Linked DNA regions of Mus musculus: all the other regions are linked to region 1. A link is a contact called in public Hi-C and HiChIP or PLAC-seq data. All regions are on one chromosome and are shown on one strand. The core of a region is the stretch at or near the end of the contact, and the rest is flanking DNA. Distances in the headings are between cores, read along the strand shown. Region 1 holds the start of Hoxa9 (homeobox A9). Region 2 has its middle 17 kb from the start of Gm6559. Region 3 overlaps Snx10 (sorting nexin 10). Region 4 overlaps Jazf1 (JAZF zinc finger 1).

Region 1 (3,393 bases), core at 360-2,859:
CTGGCTTGCTAGCCATTTTAGATTCAGAAAATGTCCTGCCTTGTGCAACTGAGGGTTTGAGAAGGGAGACCTTCCCAGGTCCAATATATTTTAAATGAGTGAAAACAATCCCAAATTCAAGATCAGGGAGGGCACAAACTGGGGCACTGGTACTAAATTGTAATCTAAGAAAACCAGCCTAACGACTCTTAATACAGAAACCTGAAACAAACCACCCTCTCCCCACCCCCAACAACACAGGCACTGCCTGAGACCACAGAACTCTGTTTCCCTTCCCGGCTCAGGCTGATGCCCGGGAATTGTTTTCGTTGCTCAGCCAACAACCTGTTATCTGAGTGACCAGTACTCCAGGCTCCCTCCAACTCTTCTCTGCCATTTTCTGCATCCGGGTACTGGGCTTATTTCAAAGACCAACGTTTTTGGAAGATTCTCAGTTGAGCATGAGGTGTTGTGTGGTTGCATCCATTTATTATTTCTAGATGTGTATACAACTCATCCAAAAGAAAGCAGAAATAAAAACCTGTATACTTTAGGATCATGTTTCTAGACTCACAAGGACAATATCTCCTTTTATGAATTTTCCCCCTTTTGGGCCACATGTAAACAGCTGCTTAATACTCAGTACCTAATTCTTTGTAATTTTTCTGTTTTGAGACTAAAGTTTTAAAAGTATTTTAAATTAATAAATATTAATGATATTAATGATGATGGTGATGATACATATCTTCTCTGAATACAAAAAATGAAAAAGTCAGCCAGGAATACTCTACCATTTACTATTACAATTAAGAGCAGAGTTATACTCCTGGGTTATTGCTTTAATGAAAACCTGAACCTCAGAGGACTACCGGATATTTAGAACACCTTGGGTTGTGTTGGGGGTGTGTGTGTCTTGGAGGAATTTGCAGGGAAAGGAAAAATATTAGGGGGAGGGGACTGAGGCAGTCAGGACAGGCCACATCCAGTTCCTGGCGCTGACCACTTTCTTCTTCCTGCCGACAAGCGAGGGGGTGTGGATCCCGGGAGCTTCCCAGCCCCTCTCTGGTGGAGAGCCTAATATTTGGGGGAATCTGTCAGAGCGTTGGAAAGTGTCTCCTTGAACTATTTCTGAGGAAGAAAGCAAAAACAAAGATGGAAATGTCTCGGGTCAGCATTTTTGTGGATAGTGAAGTAATGAGAAACATACTCTTGGAAGGCACAAAATTCACACGTGAATTTAATTACACAGTTTCTAAGAGCTGTTGCTTTGTGTTCCAGATTGGGATGGGGCCACCGCCCCTCCCATTAACAACAGTGGCTGTGGCCTTCTCACTTTTTTTCTCTTATTCCCAAAGATTCTAAGGGGTGAAAAATAACATCCTCCATTTGACCAAAGGATGAGATTAAAGTCAATGTCCAGTGTTCCTCCCGGGTTAATTTGTAGCACTGGACTTGAGCTGTAGTTTGACTATGGGATCTCTGTTGTTCTGTTTCAAGGATAACCAAGGCAGGGGCGCTGGAGATGGGGGCGGGGGGGAAAGAGAGGAAGGGAGGGAGGGGAGTAACAAAAGAAGGAAAAGGGGAATGGGAAGGAAGGGGAAAAAAAGTGGGGTGATAGAGGAATAGGAGGAAAAAACAGAAGAGGGAAGGATACCAGAGCGGTTCATACAGGGCCCAGAAACTAGGCGAGGTGACCCCTCAGCAAGACAAACACCTCTTGATGTTGACTGGCGATTTTCCCCATCTCCAGTCTGGGGAGCGGGACTAGGCATACAGATGATGGAGCTTAGAACCCGCTGGCTAGGGAATAAAATTCGCTGGGCAGTTTGTGCTCAAAGAAGTGGGCCAGGGCGCTTGTGACACAATCAGGGCGTTTGTGACACAAACCCTTGAGGGTTGGCAGTTCTCTCCTTGGCGGTTGCTCTGGTTGCTCTGTGGGGCCTTCCCTGTGGAGCAAGGGTGATCTGGCCGATGTGCAAGCGCCTGGCTGGCTTTCCAGTCTGACTAGGGTCGGTAGCCCATTTTAGGTGGTTGTATCATCGACGGTGCGTCGCGACAGGGGCGGTGGTCACTCTGTTTGAGGTGGAGAGAGCCTTGTATTTGACTTTTCTAGGCCGGCCCTGGGGGCGCGCGCGGGCGGGGGGCTCACATCTCTGAGGACTGCAAGGATTATTTACAGGGTATTCACCAACCAAACACAACAGTCTAATTTAACCTTTCCAAGTCCTCATAAATTTTTACAGGGAGCCACAGCGAGGCAAACGAATCTGTTGGTCGCTCCTGACTTTCCACCAGCCTGTGTGGCTTCCGAAACAATAACTCCTTATGAAATATCATAAATATAGATTTAAATACAGTAGAGTGAGAATGCGATTTGGCTGCTTTTTTATGGCTTCAATTATTGTCTAATTTTATGTGAGGGGCTCTGCTGGCCGTGCTCACACGCGGGACCCGCGCCTTCCTGATGGCGTGATTAATTGTGATATAAAATAGTCCGCTTAAGAAGTGTGTGTGTCTGGTATGTGTGTGTGTTGGGGGGGTGGCAAGGGAGAGTACAGAGGCAAGGCCAGATTTGATCTTTTAATCTTCGTTGGCCACAATTAAAACAAACCAGATCGTGGAGCTGCGCGATCCCTTTGCATAAAAACATATGGCTTTTGCTATAAAAATTATGACTGCAAAACACCGGGCCATTAATAGCGTGCGGAGTGATTTACGCGTTATTGTTCTGCCGGGCGGACACGTGACGCGCGTGGCCAATGGGGGCGCGGGCGCCGGCAACTTATTAGGTGACTGTACTTCACCCCCCCCTGGTGCCACCAAGTTGTTACATGAAATCTGCAGTTTCATAATTTCGGCGGGTCGGGCTGGGCCGGCCAGGCGCGGGCTACTGCAATGGCCACCACCGGGGCCCTGGGCAACTACTATGTGGACTCCTTCCTGCTGGGCGCCGACGCTGCTGATGAGCTGGGTGCGGGACGCTACGCTCCAGGGACCCTGGGTCAACCCCCAAGGCAGGCGGCAGCTCTGGCCGAACACCCCGACTTCAGTCCTTGCAGCTTCCAGTCCAAGGCGGCGGTGTTTGGTGCCTCGTGGAACCCAGTGCACGCGGCGGGCGCCAATGCGGTGCCTGCTGCAGTGTATCATCACCACCACCACCCCTACGTGCATCCCCAGGCGCCCGTGGCGGCGGCGGCGCCGGACGGCAGGTATATGCGCTCCTGGCTGGAACCCACGCCCGGTGCGCTCTCCTTCGCGGGCTTACCCTCCAGCCGGCCTTATGGCATTAAACCTGAACCGCTCTCGGCCAGAAGGGGTGACTGTCCCACGCTTGACACTCACACTTTGTCCCTGACTGACTATGCTTGTGGTTCTCCTCCAGTTGATAGAGAAAAACAACCCAGCGAAGGCGCC
Region 2 (3,393 bases), core at 557-3,056, 860 kb after region 1:
TGTTTTAGGAGGGAAGAGAAAGGAACAGGATGATCGGCCCACAGGGTAGCTATTCTGCAGTCACACTGTCACAAGGGCGAGCACTGGAGCTGCGTGGCCCTTCAGAGTTGGCCTTTTTGGGGGGAAAGCAGTAGGTCTTATTAGCCACTTATTGCTGTGGGCTGCCCCCCAGGAAGGAGACATGGCCTAGGGCAAGGTGACCTCCCCCAGGCAGGAAGTAGGGGCCAGACAGCCTACGATTTTTCCTGGAGGTGAGTCCTGAATGGGAGATCTGGGTGGCACAACACAGCATCCATGACAGACACAACACAGCATCCATGACAGACACAACACAGCATCCATGACAGACACTTAGCTGAGGCTCTGGGGATAAGCCATGCTTTCGATCTGTCCCCAGACTCCACCAGGACATCAGGAAGCGGTGACTTCTCCGTCTCCTTCATAAATAGTATTTTGTTCTTCCCAACACTTTTGGTTTTTTCCTTTATCCTTTTCGGTATAGGGGATCGAATCCAGGGCCTTCCACAGTACTTCCACAGGTACTGTGCTACTGGATCATGCTTACTGATCTTCTTTTAGCCGTTTCTCTCATGGTTCTCTGAGTTGTCACCATCCTTCAGAGATAGCACCCATGGGAGGGACTTCCCAGTCTATCTGCAAATCCTTTCTCTGTGAATATGTCCCCATCTGAAGCACTTTGTCCCCATTTTGAAGCATTCCTACTCTGAATTTTTTTTTTTAAAAGATGTACTTATTGCTTTTGTAGAGGACGCAGGTTCAATTTTCAGCATCCATATGGAGTCTCACCATCCCAAACCATCCATTCATTCTGTTCCAGGGGATGCTATACTTCTTCTGACTTCTGCCAGCACCAGACATGCATGCAGTGCACATACATATATGCTGGCAAAATAGTTGTCACATAAATGAACTAAATCTAGAGTTTTTGGAAGATTTATTTTTTATATTTAATTACATGTATGAGGGGGTCTGTGCCTACGACTACAGTGACTCTGGAGGTCAACAGAGGGCCTCGGACCCTCTGGAGCTAGAGTTCTAGTTGGTTGAACTGCCCATGGGTGCTGGAACCTGAACTCAGGCCCTCTGAAAGAGCCGCAGGCAATCTTAACTGTTGAGCCAGCTTTCTATTCCCTCTTGAGAGTTTAATTTGAAGTGAGTCTACCTCATTTCCTCAGGTTGTCTAAAATCTCTCTGAGGGCGGAGGGCCTATAACTCTTCTTTGAATGAATTGTTAGAACCGTCACATCAGTAAGTCCTAATGGGCTCTCAGATTGGGCATTGGCAGTTTCTGTTCCCTGTGGCACAACATCGCCTTTTACAAGGCAAAGATTTTAGTCAGTTTTCTGTTCAAGGCTGCTCCCGAATTCCCGTGAAAAATCAAAACTGTATCACTGGAGGTTCTAACTCCCTCCTTGGCACTCAGCACACTCCCCATCCCTTCTGCTTTTGGGCTCTCATACTGGCCCCGCCCCTTGCCCACAAACCACGCCCACAGATTCTCCTCCGCCTTCCAACTCAGGCAGCCCTCTCTTATTCTTCTCTGCTTCTTTTCTCAGCGCTCCTCACGGGTTCCACCTGTGCTTGACATTCTATTTTAATTATCTGTTTGTTTCCCCGTTTGCAGTGAAGATCCCCGTAAGTCAAAGACCTTGTCCGTCTTCATTGTTTAGCATACTACCTTCAGCGCTAGAACACTACACACTGCCTGGCACAGAGCAAGCCCTAAACACTGTCTGGTGGTGTCTGCATCTTGGGCTAGGGAAGTGGGAAGTCTCAAGACGACTACCATCCCGCCCTCCAGGCTTGTTCCTCCTCCGGCCAGCAGGGGGCTCTTTCAATTCAGAAGAGCAGCTTAGTGGTTCACCTGAAATTCTGCCTCATACAATCAGACCCCCCTCCCCCACTTTCTCCTAATTTGACTGTGCCAACTCAGGCAAATATTGAACTTTGTGTTAAAAAGCACGTTTTACTTTTTATAGGTAGTCCTCCAAGGACTTTTTGATTTTGGTTGTGGAGGGGTGTAAGGTTTGCTGTTAGAACCTCCACTTTTTTTTTTTTTCCCATTCACCCAACAAAATCAGCTACAGAAGTAAAACATGGGTGGAACAACCACGCAGTGGCGGGGAAGCTTCATGTCAACGCTTAAGTCCAGCAAATGAAGCAGCTGACTGAATGAGGCCAGTCGGCAATAACGTGTATTTAGCCACTGGGAAGGGAGTTGCTCCCACCCCCTCCCTCCCCCCTTTCCAACAACAATAATCTGGCAATATTACATTGCTATATATAACTTCTTTTGGAAAATATACACTTCCCTTAAAATAGGGTGGTTTTAAAGTTTGTATCAATTTAGAAATTGTAAAGTCCCCACTGGAAGAAATTGCTAGTGCGTTTGAATGGACTTATTGTCTGTTGGCCCTTTCCTTTAGGGTAGAGTCTGGCAGGAGCGCCAGCTTCCCTGCCAAGACAAAAAGAGCTATATCTACCGCTTATGCTCACTCGGTCAACACAAAGCAACCTCAGTTTGGCAACCCTCAGCGGTTGTTGGGAAGGCCCAGGTATCGTCGTTAAGCCATTAATACGGTGTATGTGCTGTTACACACGTCTATTTCTGTATAAATGCTTCTTCATTCTGTACCCAGGAAAATCTGCCTCCCTGGTCAGGCAGCCGTTTCCTGGAAAAACCACAGTAGCCTTCTGTGAGTGAACTGTAGTGAATGCATTCTCACAGAGAATGAGGCAGAGGAGCAGGGTGTGGAAGGCTGCTTGTCGGGCCTGAGAGCGTTGCTCTGTACAGTGGAGCTAGCCAGGTACTGTCAGGGTGCCTAAAAACACAGTCATTGAAATCTTATAAACTGTTCTGAATTGTAAACCAGCCAATCCAGATTTGTTTGTTTATTTCTGATAAAAAGGACTAACTCTAGGGAGGAGAAAATGAACCTGGTGGTTTGAGTGAACTGAAGCAGGCCACCGCCAACGGCAGGCACTGATGAAGAGGACTCTTTGGACAGGAGGGCTTCATAACCGCTGTGGCAGACAGACGGTATGCACAGTCAGTGACCAATACCCGTGAGCAATGTTTTCAGAGATCCTTGTTAGGTAGGACACGCCAGTAACAAAAATCTCGGAGAACTTAGGACACCACACGGGGGACACTGCACATTCAAGAGAGGCTTGCGACATTCCAGAACACACTACAAATTACCATGACCTCCATTCATCTCCATCTGGAAGTAGCCGCCACCAAAAAACCCCCATTTTCAAAAATAAAATGGGCTGAAGTTTGGGTATATCTGATCTCTAGGTAGAACACCACAAGCTATCTCAAGGTGTTTATATGCTGCGGCTCTCCTGAGCACAAAGTCAGTGGTCTGT
Region 3 (3,393 bases), core at 444-2,943, 670 kb after region 1:
ATGCATTTGCAATTCCAGTTCTGGGGAGGCAGAAACAGGCAGATCCCCTGCGGTGGGGGGAGCACAGTGGGAGGCGGGAGGAAGACTAGGAATGAAAATTGTCCCAACAAACCCTTGTCCACCTTGTCCACATCTCCCCTGTGGACATGGGGCCAGGTACCAAGAGCGAATGCCCACACCTGGGAACAGAGGGGTACCAACAGACCTTTCTAGTATTCCCCACTCTGTCTTACCATGTTGCCTTGACAACGCCTCCTCCAGGATACACCATCCTAGCCCTCAGCCACACTGCCTCCTAATACTGAAGACAACTGTACGTAGGGGAGGAATCAGTCAAATGTCTCATTTCTCATTATGATTCCACCTGCAGAAAGGTCACTGGTATAGTCTAACTCTTAAATAGCTGCCCGCGTGTTCGAGGCCCGGCTCCCCGTCTGTGCTATCGAGAAGTGGTAGGTCTTTAGGAGATGGAGAGTGGTGTAAGGAAACAACCATTGAAGACATTTCCTTGAAGTCACTGGGACCCCAGGCTTTCCTCTTTCTGCACATTCAGCTACGATTTGTTGTCCCATACCCTACGAGTAACAAGATAGCCAATCACCAACCTACACCTCTGAAAGCATGGACCAAAATCAATTCCCCCTGCCTGTAAGGTTGTCAGCAATGATAGAAAACTGAGCAACACGCTACTTTATTAAAAAAAAAAGAAAAAGAGAGAGAGAGAGAGAGAGAGAGAGAGAGAGAGGGAGGGAGGGAGGGAGGGAGGGAGGGAGGGAGGGAGAGAGAGAGAGAGAGAGAGAGAGAGAGAGAGAGAGAGAAAGAAAGAAAGAAAGAAAGAAAGAAAGAAAGAAAGAAAGAAAGAAAGAAAGAAAGAAAGAGAAAAGTTACGTGTATGAATCTTAGTATCCAGGGGAAAAAAAGAACACCAGGCAGCAGAAAGGGCCTTGTGGGACAGAACCCATAAGCATCCTGTGTTGGTCTCAAAAGTATCAAAGAAAGTGAAAAAAAGAGCTGGGCTGAGTGGTGCACTCCTTTAATCCCGGCACTAGGGAGGCAGAGGCAGAGGCAGAGGCAGGCAGATCTCTGAGTTCTGAGTTTGGTCTACAAAGTAAGTTCCAGGACAGCCAGGGCTATACAGAGAAACCCTGTCTCGAAAAAAAAAAAAAAAAAAAAAAAAAAAAAGGAAAGACAGCTCAGCAGTTAGGAGCACCAACTGCTCTTCCAGAGGTCCTGAGTTCAATTTCCAGCAACCACATGGTGGCTCACAACCATCTGTAATGGGATCTGATGCCCTTTTCTCGTGTGTCTGAAGAGAGCAATGGTGTACTCATATACATCAAATAAATAAGTCTTTTTAAAAAATAAGTTTACAAAAACTTTAAATAGGCAAGTCAAATAATAGAAATTATTCATTATTCGTGACGAATGATGAACAGATCAATTCATGAAATGCCCCTGCAAATCTATACCAGCAAATATTTCTGTAAAAAAGGTGAGCGAGGGTTTCAACAATCAACACATAAAACTAAAACCAAAAGGGTACTCAAATAAAATGTACACAAAGCCTTTGATTTGGCCTGAGTTCTCATACTGGGCTCAACCGACTGATCAAACCAGAACGCAGTCCCCTATCCCATGCCAAGCAATCAGTGAGCTTTCAAACTGAAAGCAATGAGTCACAAGGCGGTAGGGCGAGCCAACTCATCCTGCTCTAACTCAACACGGAAGCAGTCAGTCCACTTCTCCTTCCTCCTTGTCCCTATCTCTTGCAACAAGTTTCTTCCTTCAGCCCTTCAACTGTGTCTGCCAATTCATCATGTCAGCTCATCGGAGTTCACATCTCTCAGAGTTGAATGTGTGGTACAAGGAATCAAACTCAGGCTCCTACACATGCTAGGCATGTGCGCCCCCATCCCTCATCTAGTGTTTAAATAGTTGTTGATGATGATGGTGGTGGTGGTGGTGATGATGATGATGATGATGATATTTTTGAAAATAGAAGCCCCACACATAGCAATTCCACTTCTGAGTATATATTTTATCTTTTATTATTTTGTTATATGCATATGAGTGTTTCCAACCGCATGTATGTCTGTGCACTGCATGCCTGCCAACTGCCCACAGATGTCAGAAGAAGGTGTCAGATCCCATGGAACTGGAGTCACAGATGTTTGTGATCCATATCATAGGCACTGGGGCTCGAACCCAGTTCTATTTACTGAAGAGCAACCAGTGGCTCTTAACCACTGACCCATCCCTCCGGGTCCTTGGTATGAATTTTTTTAAGAAGTGAAAGTAGGACCAGGTAGTGGTGGCAAATACCTTTTAATCCCAGCACCTGGGAAGGCAGAGGCAGGTGGATTTCTGAGTTAAAGGCCAGCCTGGTCTACAGAGTGAGTTCCAGGACAGCCAGGGCTACACAAAGAAACCCTGTCTTGAAGGGAGAAAAAAAAGAAGAAGAAGTGAATATAGGGTCTCAAAGAGATATTCATCCATGTCTTAGTTAAGGTTTTACTGCTATGAAGAGCAATCATGACCAAGGCAAAGGCAAGTCTTATAAAGGACAACATTTAATTGGGGCTGGCTTACAGGTTCAGAGCTTCAGTCCATTATCACCGAGGCAGGAGCATAGCAGTGTGCAGCTGAAAATTCTACATCTTGTTCCAAAGGCAGCTATGAGAAGACTGGCTTACAGACAGCAACGATGAGGATCTTAAAGCCTATGCCCACATAACACACTTCCTACTCCTACAAGGCCACACTTCCAAATAGTGCCACTCCCTAGGCCAAGTATAGACAAACTATCACAGTATACACGTTCATAGCAGAATGATTCACAGGGCTAAGATGGAGAAGCGATTCAAGTGTCCATAGATGGATGAGTCAATAAACAAGATGTGGAACAGGCACACACGGAAGCGATGGGCACAGGCTGCCACACAGATGAACTTTACGGGTATTAGGGTAACTGAAAAACTTGGTCACAAAAGACAAGGCCTTCATGATTCCACTGATATGCGGTGGTGTGTGTGTGTGTGTGTGTGTGTGTGTGTGATGTGAGCACATATGTACATGTGTGTGAAAGGAGAGGCCAGAGGTTGATGTCTAGTGTCTTCTTCAATTCCTCTGTCATCTTTATAGAGACAGAACCCCTCACTGAACCTTGTGCTCCCCAACTGGCTACAATGGCTAGCCAATGAGCTCCAAGGAGCCTCTTGCCTTCGCTCCCACCCTGCACTGGAGATACAAACACACGGCAGCACCTCGGACTTCTTACACGGGCGGTGGGCATCCAAACTCCGGTCCTCCTGTGTGCATAGCAAGCACTTTACAAGCTGAGCTATAGCCAACCCCCTCCAGGGGGGCTTTTAACCTAGTCAGGTTCATTCAGGA
Region 4 (3,393 bases), core at 549-3,048, 600 kb before region 1:
TACCAGCACACAATGCAGAGTAGCCTCCCATCTGCGCCGCCGCCGCAGAGCCTCCATTCCTGGAAGGGCTGGATCCAACCTTCCAGCGGAAGGAGGCCTCGGTATAACCGTGCTGCATCCATCTAGCAGTGCCCAGCCTTGGCATCCACCTAGCAGTGTCCAGCCTTAGCATCCACCTAGCAGTGCCCAGCCTTAGCATCCACCTAGCAGTGCCCAGCCTTAGCATCCACCTAGCAGTGCCCAGCCTTGGCATCCACCTAGCAGTGCCCAGCCTTGGCATCCACCTAGCAGTGCCCAGCCTTGGCATCCACCTAGCAGTGCCCAGCCTTGGCATCCACCTAGCAGTGCCCAGCCTTGGCATCCACCTAGCAGTGCCCAGCCTTGGCATCCACCTAGCAGTGCCCAGCCTTGGCATCTACCTAGCAGTGCCCAGCCTTGGCATCCACCTAGCAGTGCTCAGCCTTGGCATCCACCTAGCAGTGCCCAGCCTTGGCATCCACCTAGCAGTGCCCAGCCTTGGCATCCACCTAGCAGTGCCCAGCCTTAGCATCCACCTAGCAGTGCCCAGCCTTAGCAAGCACTGAAAGCCTCCTAGCTACTGTCTGCCCCGTCAGTTGTACTACAAAACTAGATTTTAGAGGCTGTATCAAAACTCTCTTCTCCCTTGACTCATTTTCCCATTTTGTAGTTTTAAAGCACTATGTGAAGACAAGATTAAAAAAAAATCTGTGACTTACCAATAATCACTATAAAAAATGGGAGGAAGTCAGTGAAAAAGACAGCAAATGTCCAGACGCATCACACTAGTGTTTTGTGCGTTTTAAAAACGTATCTTTATTAAAATGCTTAAACTGTCACAATTACCAACTACCTTACACTCTGCACGGCAGCACACATGGGCAGTCTCCTTTGCCAAGGATTTCTGCACTCACAAGCTCCCCATCAGCAAGAGGAAGAGACAAGAACAGTCACAGATCTTCTAACATTTTTCTTAAGATTATTCATGTGTGTGCTTTCTGAATAGCTGAATAAACACAGTCATAAAGGGGCGGCCTCCTGGAAAACAGAGCACTAAGGCAAAACGCGCATTTGTAAAAGCCTGGAAGACCTAATTGGCTTTTATTAGCAATTCTGGGGTGGCACGGCAACCCATTCTGCAGACAACAGTTGGTCTGGTGGTATGAGGAGGTTGCCTGTGGGCAGAAAAGGGCTTCAAAGGGCAAGGGCGACTTCAAAGCAGATTGGTGCAAAGTTACTTCCCTTCCAGGGTTAAGCAGAGGGACTCTCTCATCAAGAGGTTCAAGAAAAACCACTTTTAATTGGTTAGTAAGTCTCCTATTTTATGAAAGACTGACCGGTTAAAGGTTCAGTTGGATTAGTGTCACCGAGCAGGAGCGGCTGCGCTCTGAGTTGTTCTGGTCTGCCAGAGCCTAATGCACGAGCTCAGCCTGAGCCAATGGCCTCCCATGAATGTGATTTAATGCTCTTTAGAGCAATTCAACTGAACTCTTTCAATAAAAACGGGAAAAATCCTTTGGAAAAATATCAGCCCCCGAGGCCTGTGAAACTTGAAATCTGTACCTCTCAGATGCCCAGGCACATACATTATATGAAGGGATAGCCCACTGTATGGAGTCTATTTTGCTCCCAAAATAGTCACTGTCTAAGTGGATAAATCGCTTTAACAAAACATCTCATTGCATCTGGAGAGCTTGCTATACTTCTAGAGGACCTGAGTTAAATTCCTACCACCCACATACGGCATCCTATAACTACAGCTCTCAAGGATCTAACATCCACTTCCAGGCTTTGTGGATTTGCAATTTGCACATATATAGCATTCACTCACACAGCATGAACACTTCTGTAATGGAAAGTAAAGAAAAATGGAGCCTTCTAACTGCAAATATAGCTACATACCACAGCCCTTCTCTGGACTGTGTGGGAGTTGGCTCACCAGATGGCTGTTAGACTTAAAAGTACCTTCTTTTAATTTGGGGTGAAGGTCAGAGAGGACCAATATCCATGGAAATGCCATGCCCAGAGACTCTCGGATGAGAATTCCTAAGTAGGCCAAGTACTTCCCCTGCGTTCACCTTCTAAGGTCATGGCAACAGCTTCTGTGAGATCTTAGGATCATGTCTGCTTTGTAATAAGGGGCCCAAGTCCAGAAAGAGTAAACGGTTTTCCAAACCTCAGAGGACCAAGCAAATCAAGTTAGGGCCATGCATGCAGATTCCCAGTGTCTCAGTGAGTAGGCAGTGCTGTGTGTATACTGCACAGACACTGCAGCCAAAACTCCAAGAGGTCCTGGAGCCAATTTCTTTTCTCCCATCTTTAAATTTCTTCCAACCAGGTGTTACTGGTACATGCCCTTAATGTCCTCTGCACTTGGGAGGCAGAGGCAGGAGGATCTCTGATTTAGAGTCCAGCCTGGTCTACAGAGAGTTACAGGGCAGCCAGGGCTCACAAAGGAACCCTGTCTTGAAAAGGCCAAAAAATAAAAATAAAATAAACTTCCAGTTTATGGAAAGAATTATACCTCATCTTATTAGCAGGATTATGCTAATTTAATTTGCTTTCAGAAAAGACAAAACAGGAAAACTGGAAGAGCCATTTGTAGTTTTATACCACAAAATCTCATAAACAGCAGCTCTTTGTTTTGTCCATTTGTTTTTACATGGACGTGAAATTAACAATGAAACCCATGTGTAAGATCGGCTCTTACTGTTCCCTGTTCAGAGAAAGCTGGAGGGAGGGGAGGGTAGCAGGGAGTTTCCAGGTCTGCCTTCTAAGCCCAGGGCTGTGCAGGGGGAGCCCTTAGGACTTCTTTATTCTTAACATCAACAATGAAAAAGACCATGGTTTAATTTATTTGGAGCTAAAGAGTAATTGCTTCACTGATAGTATATGTTGACCTGTGACTTGTAAGGCTTGTTACTGGACCCTAAGTGAGTCAGGACTTTGACTGTGGTAAAACTGACCATATACTTCACAGGGCTGAAGAAAATCCCCACATTTGTTGAGAAAATACATGGCAGCGGAGAGAGGAGTCCTGCTTGTGACAACCGCTGCCTAACGTTGATGCATGGATTTCACTTAAGTGATTAAATCAAGGGCGAGATAGTGCTGTTTTAAGAGTTAAGAGAAACAGGGAGCAGGGAGGGAGGGAAGAGGGAGGGGATCGTCCATCCTAAGTATTGTCCACAGAGCAGCCTCTGGTCTCTGGATGGTGCTACCTCGAAGGTCTTGTAGCCTGTGTGTTTCCTGAACAGCTCATGGCCAAGGATCAGGGTCGTCTTGCAACCTCTGCCTCCTGGGCTGCCTGCTTACCCTCCTCCCGATTCCCAGAAGAAGCTGCTGTTCTGGGTCTGTGTGTGTTTTGTTTGTCAT

The links. Hi-C and Micro-C count contacts between places; a contact is called where the count stands out from the background. HiChIP or PLAC-seq counts read pairs in DNA pulled down with a chosen protein or histone mark.
Region 2: a contact with region 1 is called in a Hi-C map of uterus, with 3 times the contacts expected there. The contact joins the enhancer-like site here to the promoter of Hoxa9 in region 1. A contact is called at or near these places in 8 of 39 promoter capture datasets (3T3-L1-derived adipocytes, the HPC-7 cell line, embryonic stem cells and 3 more), 1 of 15 datasets of contacts at CTCF or cohesin (the NIH/3T3 cell line), 34 of 484 Hi-C or Micro-C datasets (B cells, the C2C12 cell line, CD8 T cells and 23 more), 16 of 115 datasets of contacts at active chromatin or transcription factors (acute myeloid leukemia, bone marrow-derived dendritic cells, bone marrow-derived macrophages and 12 more) and 3 of 9 other capture datasets (embryonic stem cells, liver and macrophages).
Region 3: an H3K4me3 HiChIP or PLAC-seq map of bone marrow-derived macrophages shows a contact between it and region 1, with 4 times the contacts expected there. The contact joins the enhancer-like site here to the promoter of Hoxa9 in region 1. A contact is called at or near these places in 8 of 39 promoter capture datasets (the HPC-7 cell line, HPC-7-derived erythroid cells, the SN4741 cell line and 6 more), 1 of 484 Hi-C or Micro-C datasets (muscle stem cells), 14 of 115 datasets of contacts at active chromatin or transcription factors (acute myeloid leukemia, bone marrow-derived macrophages, craniofacial prominence and 9 more) and 1 of 9 other capture datasets (adipose tissue).
Region 4: a contact with region 1 is called in an H3K27ac HiChIP or PLAC-seq map of embryonic stem cells, with 2.5 times the contacts expected there. The contact joins the enhancer-like site here to the promoter of Hoxa9 in region 1. A contact is called at or near these places in 6 of 39 promoter capture datasets (the SN4741 cell line, cranial neural crest, frontonasal cranial neural crest and 3 more), 1 of 484 Hi-C or Micro-C datasets (granulocytes), 9 of 115 datasets of contacts at active chromatin or transcription factors (embryonic basal ganglia, embryonic forebrain, embryonic hindbrain and 5 more) and 2 of 9 other capture datasets (adipose tissue and pancreatic islet).

The regions. Positions count from the first base shown.
Region 1 is chr6:52,225,586-52,228,978 of GRCm38.p6, reverse strand. Hoxa9 (homeobox A9) reads left to right here and starts at 1,609. Exons shown (of 2, transcript NM_010456.3): 1 at 1,609-3,393. The coding sequence starts at 2,875. It overlaps Gm52902 (a long non-coding RNA gene), which reads right to left and starts at 1,475. Exons shown (of 2, transcript XR_003956434.1): 1 at 1-1,475.
Region 2 is chr6:51,361,169-51,364,561 of GRCm38.p6, reverse strand. No RefSeq gene overlaps it. Among named protein-coding and RNA genes, the nearest start is that of Gm6559, 17 kb to the left of the region's middle. Within about 2 kb of position 1,806, at least 118 of the 459 cell types and tissues checked have an H3K27ac peak or open chromatin away from gene starts, as enhancers often do. A contact at or near this core is called in Th1 cells, cerebral cortex, craniofacial prominence and 8 more, where this site is marked.
Region 3 is chr6:51,556,836-51,560,228 of GRCm38.p6, reverse strand. All of the region lies in intron 1 of Snx10 (sorting nexin 10), which reads right to left. Among named protein-coding and RNA genes, the nearest start is that of Snx10, 35 kb to the right of the region's middle. Within about 2 kb of position 1,693, at least 72 of the 459 cell types and tissues checked have an H3K27ac peak or open chromatin away from gene starts, as enhancers often do. A contact at or near this core is called in the HPC-7 cell line, adipose tissue, bone marrow-derived macrophages and 3 more, where this site is marked.
Region 4 is chr6:52,821,321-52,824,713 of GRCm38.p6, reverse strand. The region is part of intron 2 of Jazf1 (JAZF zinc finger 1); the gene reads left to right. Among named protein-coding and RNA genes, the nearest start is that of Gm52904, 24 kb to the right of the region's middle. Within about 2 kb of position 1,798, at least 8 of the 459 cell types and tissues checked have an H3K27ac peak or open chromatin away from gene starts, as enhancers often do. A contact at or near this core is called in embryonic stem cells, where this site is marked.